2 separate regions of the Mus musculus genome follow, and region 1 is linked to region 2. The links are chromatin contacts, called in public HiChIP or PLAC-seq maps. All regions are on one chromosome and are shown on one strand. Each heading gives the region's core, a stretch centred on a gene start, on an enhancer-like site or on the middle of the called end of the contact. The rest is flanking DNA. Distances are from core to core; before and after follow the strand shown. Region 1 overlaps Banf2os (a long non-coding RNA gene). Region 2 holds the start of Rrbp1 (ribosome binding protein 1).

What was found. HiChIP or PLAC-seq counts read pairs in DNA pulled down with a chosen protein or histone mark.
Region 1: an H3K27ac HiChIP or PLAC-seq map of extraembryonic endoderm stem cells shows a contact between it and region 2. The contact joins the enhancer-like site here to the promoter of Rrbp1 in region 2. A contact is called at or near these places in 8 of 39 promoter capture datasets (the 3T3-L1 cell line, the C10 cell line, cranial neural crest and 3 more), 13 of 484 Hi-C or Micro-C datasets (B cells, the CH12 cell line, MC3T3-E1-derived osteoblasts and 7 more), 11 of 115 datasets of contacts at active chromatin or transcription factors (the 230-238 cell line, acute myeloid leukemia, craniofacial prominence and 7 more) and 3 of 9 other capture datasets (adipose tissue, embryonic stem cells and pancreatic islet).

Annotation. Positions count from the first base shown.
Region 1 is chr2:144,106,397-144,110,715 of GRCm38.p6, reverse strand. All of the region lies in intron 2 of Banf2os (a long non-coding RNA gene), which reads left to right. Among named protein-coding and RNA genes, the nearest start is that of Banf2, 75 kb to the right of the region's middle. Within about 2 kb of position 2,120, at least 56 of the 459 cell types and tissues checked have an H3K27ac peak or open chromatin away from gene starts, as enhancers often do. A contact at or near this core is called in adipose tissue, adipose-derived mesenchymal stem cells and extraembryonic endoderm stem cells, where this site is marked.
Region 2 is chr2:144,009,499-144,013,448 of GRCm38.p6, reverse strand. It overlaps Rrbp1 (ribosome binding protein 1), which reads left to right and starts at 2,186. Exons shown (of 24, transcript NM_024281.2): 1 at 2,186-2,450.

The DNA of each region.
Region 1 (4,319 bases), core at 871-3,370, 97 kb before region 2:
TTAAACTAGATCTTAAAAGAAAACTGAGTCACCATCTGTAGCTACCCCAGACCCTCACCCCAGTCGTAGCCACCCCCAGCCCCTCACCCCAGGGGTGGTGTAAGTACCCTCCCATGGCCAAGTTCCATTACCCCATGGGTTATTGCTGAATCCAGGGTGTAAGAAAGAGATGTTCACAAGTGGCCCTCCTAGGCTAGCATGAGCCTCAAGGATCCCACTGATGCCAACCAAACTCCTTTGCATACTAATGACAGAGGCCCATAAAGAAAAGATCACCCAAGGTAACAGCAGGGAATGGAGGGCAAAGACCACCCTGACAAAATGCTCCATTCTTTGTCCCAAATTATTGCTTATTGCTATTTGCCCTGCTCAAGAATACGTGCAGTTGATGCTGACCCAGAACCTTCCTTTTATATTTTAAAGTGTGTGTGTGTGTGTATGCATATGTATGCACTAATGTGTGTGAATGTGAATATGTATGTGTGTATTGTATTCATATGTGTATGTGTACATGCAGGTGTGTATGTGTGTATGTGCATATACTCATACTCTATAGCATTTTCCTTTGGCATTCCTCTGTTAAGAACACACATCTTACCTGCTCAGAGTAGCTACTATTCTTTTTCAGACTCAGTTCAGATGTCATCTACTCAGAAGACCTCCTTGACCTTTGTACACAGTCAGTCCTCTGTCAGAGAGCCCTTAGTTCTTTCCTCCTGTCACGTGCGTCTAAAATGTCCTCATTATTAGCTTACTGTGGTCTCCTCCATAAAGACTGATACTGCTAACTGTTCTACCAGCTTCTAGAGTGAGTCTGGGAGTTGTGCATTCAACTGCCAGATATTTTTTGAGCACCTACTATGTGCCCAGTATAACTTTAACACCTGACATCCAGATGAGAGCTATTACCTCTTGCTCTAGGGTGGGATGCATGGAGTTTCCTCCAGTAGGCTGTGCATGAGGGCTCCCTATTTTCTAAAGAAGGAACAAGACAGACCAAAGAGAGGCTGCTGGTCCAGCACACAGCGAGCAGGTGCTGGGCTAAGGTGCCCTCAGGCTCTGTTCCTGCCTTTCCAATTATTTGTTACTATGTCCCAAATTATTGCTCAAACTAGAGACACAAGGTTTCATTATTTTATGTTTAATAGTATCTCTTGCTGTTCTGGGAAATACAACCTGCTACATGGAGCCCTGTGGAGTTACAGCTTCTCTACGGAAGTCTAGTGAGAATTTTATGCATGAAAACAGAGTGATAGGAAAGGAATTGAAGTCACTAGCCGATGGCCCTGAGTGCACACTGATAGTGTGTTTCCTTTTCTTGCTCTTCATACCCAAGGTGTTTGTCTTTTGTGTCCTTTTGTCACAATTCATAGTGCCCTCAGAATAAAAGATAACTCAAGCAGAATCTTCAAATACTGGGTGGCGAGGGTGAGGTCAAGTTTGTGGAGCATTCCCAGTAAGGATCAGTGGGCAATGCAGGCAGCAGTCCCCTTTGCAGTTTCTGCAGTCTGCATCAGTTCCCTGTCTCCCTACATTTGTCCTTTATAGAATGTCCTAGAAGTGAAACCAGAAGGTAGCTGTTTGGGTCTGGCTTCTTACACTTAGTGCAGGGCATTCAACTCCATTGGTACTGTCTGGTAGGCTCTTTCTCTTTCAGAGAATGGCTGTCTTGCAGCTTACCCCAGGCCTGCTTCCCAGCTCTGGGATTCCTTAGATGAAGTTCAGTGAGAACCTCAGGCGACAAAGCAGATGAGAACTGAGATTGAATGATCTGGCTGAGCATGGGGAGAGTGGGGTGAGGCTGTGTCGTGGCCTTGGAAGCTCCTGTTACAATCTGCAGGATTCTTTGGAACATACTTTGAAGCCTGATTTTAATGCTTAGAGAGTTTCATTGTCCCTTTTAACATATCTCCAGTTTCCTACTGTAATAATAAGTGTCCTGTGCCTGGGGACACTCAGGCCTGGGACACTCTAAGACATCCACAAGACTCACCGTCTCCATTCCCATATCTTTGCAGAGGCTTCAATTTTCCAACTGCCTCTGTTTAGCACTGCAAACTGTCTCTGAGCTCACTCACCCTCCCCTCCCCTGTCCAGTCTCTGCTCATAGACTCTTAACTCTGTCTAGCCTGCTAAGCAACAGGATTACTCATAGGCCTGTGTGCCTGCTTCCAGATAAATGCTACATGGGACAGACCTTTGTTTTGCTTTCTTTTCCTGTTGCTGTGGTAAAATAGCCAGACAAGACTTCAAGAGAGAAAGGGTTTGTTCACCTCAGAATTCTGGGTTGCGTTCCACCGTTGCATGGAAGTCAGAGCAGGAACTTGAAGCAGCCAGTCACATCCACAGTGAAGAGCAAAGAGAATTGATGTCTGTGTGTCTACAACTCAGTTCACTTCCTCTTTTATACAGCCCTTGACCAAATCCAGGAAAAGGTGCCTTTAAGATGTGTTCTTCCATATCAATTAACATCACCAAGTCAGTTCCCCCTAGACATGCCCATAGGCTAACCTGAGCTAGACAACCCCTCACTGAGACTCTATTCGCAGGTGACTTGACAATACTATGAGCTGACAGTTAAATCTGAGTATCTCATTCCTCTATCTTAAATGCATAGAGAGTGTCTGGGAGATTGCATGTCAACAACACTGAGAGAGCTAATGACAATGGGACCTGATATCAGGGAACCCTGAACCGGTGCTGACAGGTCTGAACTGGTGCTGACTGCTTCACTTACACCTTTGTTATCTTTACATTAACCACCTGGACTCTTTGACCCTGGGTTTCCTCCTCTGGAGAATAGTAATAATATAAAGTAATGCCAAGTAACAATATAAAGCTCTAGTAGCCACATGCTGTAACTATTACCACAAGTTAGGTAGCTTTCAAAAGCTACCTTGTACCAGAGCCATGCACCACACAGTTCTGGAGGCAGACTTTCAAGTCAGGTATCAGCAGGCCCCGCTCTGCCTGGCCCTGGCAGTGAGGATCCTTCCTCACCTCTTCCAGCATCTACTAAACACTCCCAGTCATCGGCCCCTTGGTTTTTTTTAGCTTCATACTTTCCTTTGGCTCTGGAGTCCTAGCTGTTTCTCCGTCTGGTTGGCACAACACTCCTTTTTCCTCACTGGACTCTGTACTTGGTGATATCACCCTGTGGATTCTACAGAGAACATTCAAGGAAGGTTGTTCCAAATTCAGTTCTTGGCCAGCCACCCAGCCTCTCAGAAGACAGAGCCCTAGAAATGGTCCTTGGAGCAAGTCTTTTGGTTGGCCGATGACGCCAGAAGGTATTGATAGGGTGTGTGAGAGGGACAAAGAGAACCCAGGTGTCCTTGGGAAGGTGTATTGCAAAGCAAATCATTACTGCAGTGTACTGGCTGGTTTCGCATGTCAACTTGACACAGGCTAGAGTTATCACAGAGAAAGGAGCTTCAGTTGGGGAAATGCCTCCATGAAATTCAGCTGTGGGGCATTTTCTCAGTTGGTGATCAAGGGGGGAGAGGCATTGTGGGTGGTGCCATCCCTGGACTGGTAGTCTTGGTTCTATAAGAGAGCAGGCTGAGCAAGCCAAGGGAAGCAAGCCAGTAACATCCCTCCATGGCCTCTTCATCAGCTCCTGCTTCCTGACCTGCTTGATTTCTAGTCCTGACTTCCTTTGGTGATCAACAGCAATGTGGAAAGTGTAAGCTGAATAAACCCTTTCCTCCCCAACTTGCTTCTTGGTCATGATATTTGTGCAGGAATAGAAACCCTGAGTTTCTATTCATACATACAGCCATAGCTCCATCCCAGGGAAACCCTGGGGAGCAGTGTGGTTCTGTCCTCAGGATGAGTCCTCTGGAGGGAGAGAAGAAGACGGGCATCCTCCTGCATGCCTTCCTGGTACCCTGTGCATGGGCTTCAGAGAAAAGAGTTATATAAATAGTAGCAGAGGGGTAGGTGGACACCACCAACGTTTTGGAACAGTCCTTTCCAAAGAGGTGCACCATTCTATTAACACATGTTAGGTGTCTCCTAACCATATGCCTGGACTAAAGCCATGATGCTGGACAAGACAGAAGCAGCCCCTGCCCCCTGGGGTGTCATCTGGGAGAAGACAAGGGCACTTAAATGGGCTGTTGCTTGCCAGGGCTGTGGACACGCTGAGGGCTTTTAAAGAAGGAGGAGATGCCAGGGCCCAGGGGGAGAGGAGGCTAGAAGTACTGGGCGGTTGCAAAGGTTAATGCCTATGTAGGAAAACCACGACTTTGTAGGGGGCATGTGGAAAGAGAATGTGGATGCTCTGAGGACCCTGAATGGGTGTGGGATGGGGGAAG
Region 2 (3,950 bases), core at 937-3,436:
TTCTGGGAAAAATTAAAGACAAATAGTGAACCAAGATGAAGAACAACCCTGCCACAGAGAAGTCTTTGGGCCCTTGGTGGATTTGGGTATCACTTTAGGCTGCATGCTCAGCCTGCAGTCTTCCCTGGACACTAACAAACACGACTGAATGGATGAATAAATGTTCTTACTTATCCCCACAAGAGAGAGTAACTGTCTTACAGTCCATTTATGCCCAGGGAGGTAAATGCCCCACCATGATCCAGCCAGACTGGCTGCTAGCAACTGCTGACCAGAAGCTGGGATCCTTAATTTTATTTCAAGTGAATCTCAGCTCTGGAAAATGACTGAGTGTGGAAAGGTGATCTATAGTGATTCCTGCTGATTAATCATTAATTCCCTAAGACACTGAGATTCAAACCAGAAATAAATAGTTTAGTTTCAGCCTAACCCCTCTGTATTCTCTCCTTGCAGTTTTACTATAGACCAACAGCTGTCAAGTAGCAATGGCCAAAGGGGTGCTCACAGAGGAACTGAGGCAGGAACTCTGCAGCCACAGAGGCTGGGGCAGGTGTAGTCCTTTGGCCTTTTAGAACACTAAATCTTAGAGGCTGGGGAGGTGGCTCAGTGGGTAAAGTACCTGCTATGAAGGCCCTGAGTTCAAATCCCAACATGAATGTGAACACTCCAGGTGCCACCTACAATCCAGCACTGTGAAGATGGAGACCGTCACTCACTGGTCAGGCAGCTGAGTTAAAGGAGTGGGCTCCAGGATCATAGACAGACCCTGCTCGAGCAATAGAGAGAGAGATATGCCTGATATCAAATTCTGTGTGGACTCGAAAGGGGGGTGGGGGACAGAGGAGAGAGACCAAACTTCATTTCAAAGAGGCTGATCTTGCCTCAGGCTCAAAGGAATAATTTTAAGAGCTGCAGTTAAAATGGTTATAACCTAAACTTAAGCTGGCATGGTGTTTCATGCCTTTAATGCCAGTACTCAGAAAACAGAGGCAGGAGGAACTCTGTGACTTTGAGTTCTAGGCCAGCCTGTTATACAAAGCAAGTTGTGGGACAGCCACATAGTGAGACCTTGACTCAAAAAAAAAAAAAAAAAAAAAGAAAAGAAAAGCACTTAAAGTTAAGTTATTTCAATTGAACTTGGTTTTGAAGAGAGGCTTTTGTGTTGATGAGATGGCACAGGGAAACTACTTTTAAGTACTTTCTATGCAATCTGACTGAGTTTTGATCCCTAGAAACAGCCATGGAAGGAGAGAATCAAGCAGAGAGTTGGTGCATGGTGGCATATGCACCCCTCTTCTAAGTAGGTGTTGGTTGTTGTTTTTTTGTTTTTATAAAGGGGTAGCTGGCTAATATTTGGAGTATCACTAGATCAATTTCCTGGGTTGCTATCATATTTTCTTGGGCCAAAACCTCATGGTCCCAACATCTGAAATCAAGTGTCACAGGATGGATGTAACTCTGCTGTGTGATTTGTACAAGGACAGTATATTATTCTGTTTAGGGAGTGGCTTTTCTTATCAAAATTTCCACCTCTATTTCTTTTGTTCTTTCCAGGTCTTCCACCTCAATTCTCCCACTTATTCAGTAAAATATGGAATGCAGAATGCAGTGCCTTTACGGATAGATAAGGCCCCATCCTCCCTGCTCTGACCCTTGCAGAACTCTTCTTTAGACCCAGAGGCTGGTGCTTTGTGTGACGTTATTTGGGTTTAAATAAGGCATTTTCCCAGTTGTTCACGGTTTGTGCAGTCCTCCTGAGGGTAACATTCACGGCCACCTCAGCCCGGCAGTGTGGAGGAAAAGAGCAGCCTGCGGCCAAGGGGATTCGAACCGCAGTCTATCGGCCTAGGCGGAGCCAAATCCGAATAAGCGGTGGCGTGGAGAGCGGAGGCCTGGAGTGGGCGGGACCGGCAGAGGACCTCCCTAGGTGGGCGGGGAGTTAGAGACCCGCCCCCGCGCAGAGCTGAGAGTTGCGCTGCGCGGCTCCGCCCCTCTTCGGCCCCGCCCCCCGCGGCTCCCCGCAGCTCCTCCTCTCTCTCATTGGCTGAGACGTAGACCCTCCTTTTTGGCCAATGGTCGCCACCGCGGCGCGGCCGTCCGCGGTCTGATTGGTCAGAGGCCGGCAGAGTGGCGGCTAGTGAACCAATAGGAAGAGGCAGCTCGATGAATGGCTGGTCCGGGTGGGGAAGGCAGGAGGCGGCGATCCCGGCGGAGGGGGCCGTTCGCCAGCTCCGAGGCAGAAAGTGCCACGACTCCACACACGCGCACGCAGCCAGCGAGCGGCCGGAGCGGACGGCGGACGGGGCGGACGGCGCCAGGGTCGCAGTGTGTGCAGCTGCTCAGGGGCGGCTTCTCGGTGGAGGCTCGGCCGGCTCCCCTCTTGCGGTTCCGCGGCGGCGGCGGCGGCTGCTCTTGCCCTCTCGCTCTCCCTCTCGCGTCTCCCGCTGCAGGTAAGAAACTTGGCCGGGCCCTGCAGCGGCGGCGGCGGTGGAGGCGCGCGGGCTGGGCCGTCGGGGCGCCGGGCCGGTCGCGCCGCGAGTGACACGTCTCCTCGGCGGCCCCTCCCCCGGCGGCGCCGGCCCGCACGCCCGCCCTGGCGGTAGCCGCGGCCCCTCGAGTGGGACGGAGCTGCGTGTGCCAGGCCGAGCCCGTGCAGGGGCGTCGGCCGAGCGCGCCCCTCGGGGTGGATTCCCCCGGCCGGCAGGCCAGGAGCTGCGGCGGCCCCGCGGCACGACGTGGCGACCCCTCCCTCTCGGCCGGGCCGTCGGGCCGGCCCGCGCGCTCCGAAGTTGGGCTAAGAAAGTTGGCGGCGGGGCGGGGCGGCGCACAGCTGGCGGAGGAAGGGGTTAAGTTTCGGGAAGCCACCGGATGACGTTGCCGGGCCGGAGTCCGGGCCGGAGGGGGTTGGGGGGGCGGAAGGCGGTGGGCCGGCCTGGGACGAGGGCTGAGACTGGATTGGCGACGCGGGGGCCCAGAGCCCCGGGCTGCGGGCTGTGGCCACAGGACACGTCGGCAGCCCCGACGGGGCGGGCGGGGGCCACAGGGCTCGCCGCGGGTGCCGTCCGGGACTGGCCGTAGCAACTTCCCGGAGTACGGGATGAGGCTCCCTGCTCCCCCTGGCGGCAGGGCCGCAGCACCGTTTCACGGCGGGTCCTCGCGGAACCGGCACGAGGGTGCGGGACCTGGCCAGGGTTGGGGCCACCCGGGGTCCTGCCTGGCGTCTCTTTCCCGCGCCCATGATTAGTGGACCCGTGGTGCTAGGCCTGGGCGGAAGTCGGCACCTCCGGCCCGGCGGGCCAAGCGCCCTGGCACTGGGCCCGCCGTCTGTCCCGGCCCGCCAGGCTCCCCGGCAGTGCCCGGGGAAGGGAGGCCGGTTGACCCGGGCTTACTGCAGGCTGTGCAGGATGCTTCAGAGACTCTTTCCCGTAGGTGTCACGCTTCGTCGACAGTTGCTAACCAAATGCTTTCTCTCAGAGGTTTCCCATTTCCCCATCTGAGAGACAGCAGTGGAGACCCAGCACGTGTAGGGAGTAGCCAACTGGTATTGACTGTTCTTGTGGGATGTGTGTTTAGGGACGTGAGAGACAAGGGAACAAGGTGGAGCCTGGCTTGCACTGCCAACCACTGCAGAAGTCGCACACCTGGATTCCAGCCCCATGAACACCGGAGGGTCATGTCTCCTAACCTCTGAACCTGGGGTTTCTTTATCTCTTGCCTGAAGATAGTACCACCCACTCACCACTGAGGTCAGGGGAACTGAGCAGGAAGTGTGAGATCTTGTGCAAAACCGAGGGCAATTTGGCAATCAGTCCTCAGGTCAGAGGTCAGGACTGGGAAACACCAAGGAAATGAAACTTGGATGGATCCCTAGAGCCTCCCACATCTCTGTTTGCTAAGCTAGCAGTTCATTTGCTTAAAGCCTAATGGTGGGGGTTGGGGTCCTGGGTTGA